Regions from separate parts of the Mus musculus genome. Here region 1 is linked to region 2. A link is a contact called in public HiChIP or PLAC-seq data. All regions are on one chromosome and are shown on one strand. The core of a region is the stretch at or near the end of the contact, and the rest is flanking DNA. Distances in the headings are between cores, read along the strand shown.

Region 1 (3,306 bases), core at 535-3,034, 47 kb after region 2:
GACACAGCCTTCCTGGACTTTTAGTTCGCACTAACTTGTCTTAGTTTTCTGGGTTTAATGTAACTCCTAGGGACACAGGACTTCCGTAAGAAAAGCCATTAAGGGGCTGGAGAGATGGCTTAGCGGTTAAGAACACTGTCTGCTCTTCCAAATGTACTGAGTTCAAATCCCAGCAACCACATGATGGCTCACAACCGTCCATAACGAGATCTGACTCTCTCTTCTCGAGTGTCTGAAGACAGCTACAGTGTACTTACATATAATGAATAAATAAATCTTTTAAAAAAAAAAAAAAAAGAAAAGCCTTTAAATGAAGACTCTTGTGACTGAGTGACCGCCGGCTGAACATCAATGCGGTACATTCCTGTCTCACATATCCTCATTTGGAAATTACAGAACTATAAATTGCTGCCCAATGGCTACTACACGAAAGGATCGGAGAGTGGAGGGGCGCTGAGTGAGCTGTGCGCGCTGACGTAGAGCATGCTCACATTCAGCATGAGAAAGCCAAACATGAGCCGGGCAATAGCTCCATTGCATGCTCACTGTGCAAGCACGAAGACCTGAGTTTAATCCCCAGCACCCACACAGAAAGCTGGATGCAGTGGCCTGCACTTGCAATCTCAGTACCGAGGAGTCAGAGATCTGTCGGACTCACTGGCCAGCCCATGTAGCAGAATCTGATCACCCTAGCCTAACCTGGCGAACACTGGGAACAAAGACTATATACACCTTTGAGATGCATAGATTCCCAGTCTCACTAGCATTACTAGGCATATCCAGGTTGGCTTAGGGAATAGTCATTTTATTATTGGGGTATACATTTGATTTCCCCCTGATCTGACTTCCTATGTAGTATTATTTATCAAGTAAAAAGGGCAATGTAAATACTCTAGCTACTTAACTTTTGTTTTTTGTTTTGTTTTTTTTTTCGAGACATGGTTTCTCTGTATAGCCCTGGCTGTCCTGGAACTCACTTTGTAGACCAGGCTGGCCTCGAACTCAGAAATCCGCCTGCCTCTGCCTCTGCCTCCAGAGAGCTGGGATTAAAGGCATGCACCAGCATGCCTGGCTGACCTAACGTTTTTATTTTCATGGTATACACTGGTTTTCTGTTGTCTACCCCACACTGTGCACATTTTGAGCTATTGAGGCAGTTTCTGTCAAAGCACTTAGATGCCAAGACAAGAGTAGCAGACGTTGCACTAAGAGACCTGTGATATATATGATCACATAGGAACAGACATCTTTATTTGGCTTCCCGAAGGCCAAGGCCCCTCCTACATGCTTGTTAGTAGTTGACTGTAGTTCTGGAAATTGAATCCAAGGCCTCATGCACACCAGGTAAGTTATCTACTACTGAAATACCTCCTCAGGCTTTTCATTGTAATTCAGTCTTTGAGTATTCAATATTCTTGCCTCCGATTGTCAAAAATGCTAGGATAATGGTCTTAAGCAGCCAGATCCAGCTGTCCTACAGTATGGAAGGAAATGGTTCTTGTTATTCTACTTTTTTGTTTGTTTGTTTGTTTGTTTTGTTTTGTTTTTTGAGATAGGGTTTCTCTGTGTAGCCCTGGCAGTCCTGGAACTCACTCAGTAGACCACACTGGCCTTAGAAATGCCCCTGCCTCTGCCTCCCAAGTACTGCCCAGCTTGTTTATTCTACTATTAAGCATATGGCTTCTTTTGAAGGTAATATCACCCAGAAGCAAGGTTGAACACCTATGTTAGTCTGCTATTTTTATCTAAATAGTAGTGGAGTCCTGAAAGACAAGCCCACTGGTGTTGGGGTTTGGTCAGTTGCTATGTATTGTAATGCTAAATTCTGTAGGGGGGGGGTCCTGCTATGAAAGAATTCTCAAGGTTACCAGCTTTTGTTGTGCAAACCTTGTTCCTTAGTTTTTAAAACTACTAGTAAAACAAAGTGCTTACAGCCAATTACAGGAGGGATTAGAGTTGGGAGTGGAGAGGCAAGGAGGAAGAGGAGGAGGAGGAAGAAGAGGAGGAGGAGGAAACACTTTGAGAGAAGTACTGTGAGCACATGGCCAGAAGAAACTGCAAATATTGGGGGGGGGGCACCTCTGGGGAGGTAGCCAGGCCAGCAGGTTAGAAAAGTAGATTGAGGATTAGCCCCCAGTAATTGTCAAAGCCAAATAAAATAACTGATGTCTGAATCTCATTTATTTGTAAGCTAGATGGGGATAAGTTTAAATTAGTTGTACTACACATAAGCTTTTATTTTTTATTTATTTTATTTTTTTGGTTTTTTTTCGAGACAGGGTTTCTCTGTATAGCCCTGGCTGTCCTGGAACTCACTTTGTAGACCAGGCTGGCCTCGAACTCAGAAATCCGCCTGCCTCTACCTCCCGAGTGCTGGGATTAAAGGCATGTGCCACCACTGCCCACACCACATAGGCTTTTAAAAATGTATCTTAGCTCCAGGATCAAACTTCAACTGTCTCTGTTGAAGAGGACGAGGACCTACCAAACAGTGCAGCTTCTTTTCTTTGGGGAATCAAATCCTCTGTCTTAGGTAAGAAATCAGACGGAGGTCGTCCTAAAGCTAGGAGTGGTAATCAGGACCACTGCCAGGCAATAGCAACACCTATTTAAGATCAGCCAGGGAAAAGTCTCACTCCTCTAATGGACCCTTTAATGACACGAATTTCAAGTTCAATAAGTCAGACAAGCTGAGCCTTCATACCTCAGCACCCTTAGGGATGAGGAGCAGAAAGAAGAGGCAGTGGAAGGGAGAGCTTCCCTGGCTGCGAGGAAAGGATGCTCACCCTCGGGGTAGAGATGCCTGTTCAGGAGGGTTAGCCAAAACAGACTGCATCTAAGATGAAGACCAGAGCGACCCAGAGGACAGCCTCTATCTTCACCATCAAGACATCTGAATGATTACTGAATGACACCCCCCCTCCTGTGTCCTGACAGCTGACAATCATCAGAATAGCTGGAAGGAACTGGAAAACAAGGGCTGAGAGACGTGGTAACGGGTAAAAGCTTTATTTCTGTATACCTAATGACCTAAGTTTGACCCTTGGAGCGAGTCCAAAAAGAAAGATGTAGTGGCCCAGGCGGTGGTGGCCCTCTTCTTTAATTCTAGCACCCCGAGGGGCGGGGGGGAGTCAGAGGCAGGTGGATATCTGTGACTTTTTTGACCAGCCTGGTCTACAGAACTTAGACAGTCTGGGCCAAGACAGGAAAAATCTGTCTCAAAAAACCAAACCAAACCAAACCAAAAACCTTTAATCCCAGCACTCGGGAGGCAGAGGCAGGTGGATTTCTGAGTTCGAGGCCAGC
Region 2 (3,028 bases), core at 393-2,892:
AACACCAATTGTGATCTTAAATTGAGATCAACTGACTACATTGTTTTTTTGTAATTTTATCTTCAATTTTATTGTTTAGCCTGCCCTCATTACAGCTACTGAGAACTGCCCTCTTTTTCTGATGATAACTCTGAATGCTATTCTTCATGCTCCAGCCATTTTTTTTTTTTTTTTTTTTTTTTGGTTTTTTGAGACAGGGTTTCTCTGTGTAGCCCTGGCTGTCCTGGAGCTCACTTTGTAGACCAGGCTGGCTTCGAACTCAGAGATCCACCTGCCTCTGCCTCCCGAATGCTGGGATTAAAGGCATGTGCCACCACTCCTGGCTCCAGCCATTTTTTTTTTTTTTTTCCTGAGAGGAAGCAGGGGTTTTCACTGACCTAGAACTTGCCAAGAAGGCTAGGCTGTACGACCAGCAAGCCCCGTGAATCTGCCTCTCTCTGTCTCCCCATGCTAGGATTACAAACATACACCACCATTCCCATTTTTCTGAGAAACATGGATTCTGGGTCTTGAACTCAGATCCTTGTACTTGCAAGGCAAACGCTTTACCAATTGAGCCTCTGTTCTGTATCTTCATTACTTTGCAGCACATTCTACAAACACTAACTGAGCATTCCCGACATGTGGTGGCCTGTGCCAATCATACAAACCTGTTAAAGGAAGGAAGGAACAATAAAGAGAGAAATTCTTGGTTATAGGGCGGGGAGGTAAACACTGACCTACTTACAGCCACCGGAAACGACAAGCTCCAACTGCAGCCAACTGCGGCCAGAAGATCCTCCGGGTACATACATGGAAGTCAATGGGCATTGGCAGTAATCGGCTAAGGAAAGCGGGAGTCCTACATACACTTGCCGGTGCTAGTTTGACCCACATGCGTGGACCAGTCAGCTGAGAAAGGACATTGAAGAAGGCCAGGTTATGAGTGAGCAGAATGGCTGGCGAAGATAGATTAGGAAAGATGAACTTGGTGGAGTGATGTGGGGAGGTGATAAGAGGAAAATGAGAACGCTAAATAGATGGAGATGATAATATGGTATGGGGGCCACAAAGCAGACATTCCCAAGAGCTGAGCGCCGCCTGTGTCAAATGCTACAACGAATGAGGAGCTGGGCAGCGTGGGTGTGTGCAGAACCTGGTGGTGAGTAGGTTAAACATAGTGTGGAGAGAAAGGGTTGAAGTCAGCAGCTTCGTTAGAAGCGAGCAAGTTCAGCGAGTGCCTTTATGGGGTGCTAGGCTATGAGCAGAGCAGAAAGTTGTTTCCACGGGATAGACTGGACCTTCTTCGCGGGCTTCTTTAGGGGCAGTAAACAGCATGAGCCCCCTGGAGGCCAGGTGGTGTAATTACCAAGGAGTTTTCAAGGTTGGGGGAGGGGAGAACATTTACTCGCGTCAATATTTCCTCTTACAAATTTGAGAGGAGAGAGAGTTCTCAATTCGACTCCCTTGAACTTGATTTCTTGTCCACTTTATTCACCTTATAAATTAATAAACCATAGATTTTCTTTTCTTTCTTTTCTCTTTCTTTCTTTCTTTCTTTCTTTTTTTTTTTTTTTGAGACAGAGTCTATCTCTATGTAGTCCTGGCTGCCCAGGAAACTGTATGGATGTCTGTGTAAGAGTGCCAGAAGCCCTGGAACTGGAGTTGTAGATAGGTGTGAGCTGTCATGTGGGTGCTGGATCCCGGTGCTCTTAGCTGCTGAGCTATCTCTCCAGACTCCATCCTGACTTTCTTTTTTCTCTAAGGATATAGAATTCACTTGCTCCCAGCACTTTCACTTCCTCCGTTTGGGACTAGGTTAGAGAGCATCTCTGGGTGCTGCCATAGTTAGTGGGAGCCTCCAGCAGGGATGAGCCTGGGTGAGTGTGCATACATGGGGGTCCATTCCCCCAAGACTAGGCTAGGCTGGGAGAGGAGGTGGAAGGTCTGTACGGAGCAGGTCCCGGTAGTCCTTGACAGCTGTTCTCTGGGCTCTCCCATCTGCACTGGGAAAGAGAGCCTCCAGGCTGGTGAGCTGTGCTCAGTGGCTGACTGAGCGCCTTTAGTAAGCTGTTTACATCTCTGCTGAATCACAGGAGGGAATCCCGGTTCACTCTTGGGAGTTTTGCCACCAAAATGTTGCAGGACTTTATGTCGTGGAGGTCCCCAGGGACTCTGAGCGTCTGTATGTTTACCCCACTCTCCCCCACCCAGTCTTAGCTTGGCTTTTGTGCTTTTGTGTCTCTTTCTGTGGCTCCTAGCACTCATCAGCATGAGTAAAGCAAACGCTTGCTGACTGACACCTGGATGGATAAAGGAACCAATTCCTGTCACAAGAGTGGAAGCTAAACAAGCCTTCAGCCTGTTTTCTGAGCCTATGGTGAGGAGGCTCAGGCTGGATACCACGTCCTCTGTCTTCTGCCAGGCTGTCATCAGACTCAGCACTTTGCCTCTAAAACAAGACACCTCAAGAGATTGGGTAGCTGACAGGATTGGGACCCCAAAGAGGAGCACCCCGTAGTCATTATCCTACTCCCCACCCAGGAACCCTACCTTCCCCAGCTTCACTGGCCAGGAACCAGGAGTTGCAGTCAGCGGGGAAAGGCACAAGCCCGGGGCCTCAGCTCTGATTGGCTGCCCTAAGGTCTGTTCAAAAACAAACAAGCTGAGCGCCTGAAGGGAGGGGAGTTTGGACCTGGAGGCCTCCTTTTCTCTCCGCCCTTCGCCCTTCGCCTTTCCAGGGACAGCTGAGTCACTGAGCCCTGTCCGTTTGCTCTCTCCTTCACCTACAGAAAGACGGAGGCACAGGGACTGAAGGAACGGAGTTGAGGTTTCACCTTCGAGGGTTCCCCAGACCCGACCCACCAGCTGCGATTGAGATGGGCACAGCTCAGGGCTCCAGTTTGAGACACTCCACTGCCTGGGCTCAGGAGCTCAAGATCGAGAGGATTTTGTTGAGCGCCCGCCTGAGCGTACCTCCACTTCCCTGAGCAAAGGCAGCAAGAGCTACTGGTCTGAGGGTCAGCGGGGCGTGCCTGCCACCACCACC

What was found. HiChIP or PLAC-seq counts read pairs in DNA pulled down with a chosen protein or histone mark.
Region 1: an H3K27ac HiChIP or PLAC-seq map of embryonic stem cells shows a contact between it and region 2, with 23 read pairs. The contact joins the enhancer-like site here to the promoter of Bloodlinc in region 2. A contact is called at or near these places in 22 of 39 promoter capture datasets (the 3T3-L1 cell line, 3T3-L1-derived adipocytes, the C10 cell line and 13 more), 1 of 15 datasets of contacts at CTCF or cohesin (the NIH/3T3 cell line), 62 of 484 Hi-C or Micro-C datasets (the AML12 cell line, the C2C12 cell line, the G1E-ER4 cell line and 36 more), 32 of 115 datasets of contacts at active chromatin or transcription factors (the HPC-7 cell line, astrocytes, bone marrow-derived dendritic cells and 22 more) and 5 of 9 other capture datasets (adipose tissue, embryonic stem cells, liver and 2 more).

Annotation. Positions count from the first base shown.
Region 1 is chr11:102,328,254-102,331,559 of GRCm38.p6, reverse strand. No RefSeq gene overlaps it. Among named protein-coding and RNA genes, the nearest start is that of Ubtf, 11 kb to the right of the region's middle. Within about 2 kb of position 1,784, at least 5 of the 459 cell types and tissues checked have an H3K27ac peak or open chromatin away from gene starts, as enhancers often do. A contact at or near this core is called in embryonic stem cells, where this site is marked.
Region 2 is chr11:102,375,634-102,378,661 of GRCm38.p6, reverse strand. Bloodlinc (Bloodlinc, erythroid developmental long intergenic non-protein coding transcript) reads left to right here and starts at 1,642. Exons shown (of 3, transcript NR_131196.1): 1 at 1,642-1,859; 2 at 2,241-2,359; 3 at 2,772-3,028. It overlaps Gm34253 (predicted gene, 34253), which reads right to left. Exons shown (of 3, transcript NR_166821.1): 2 at 720-891.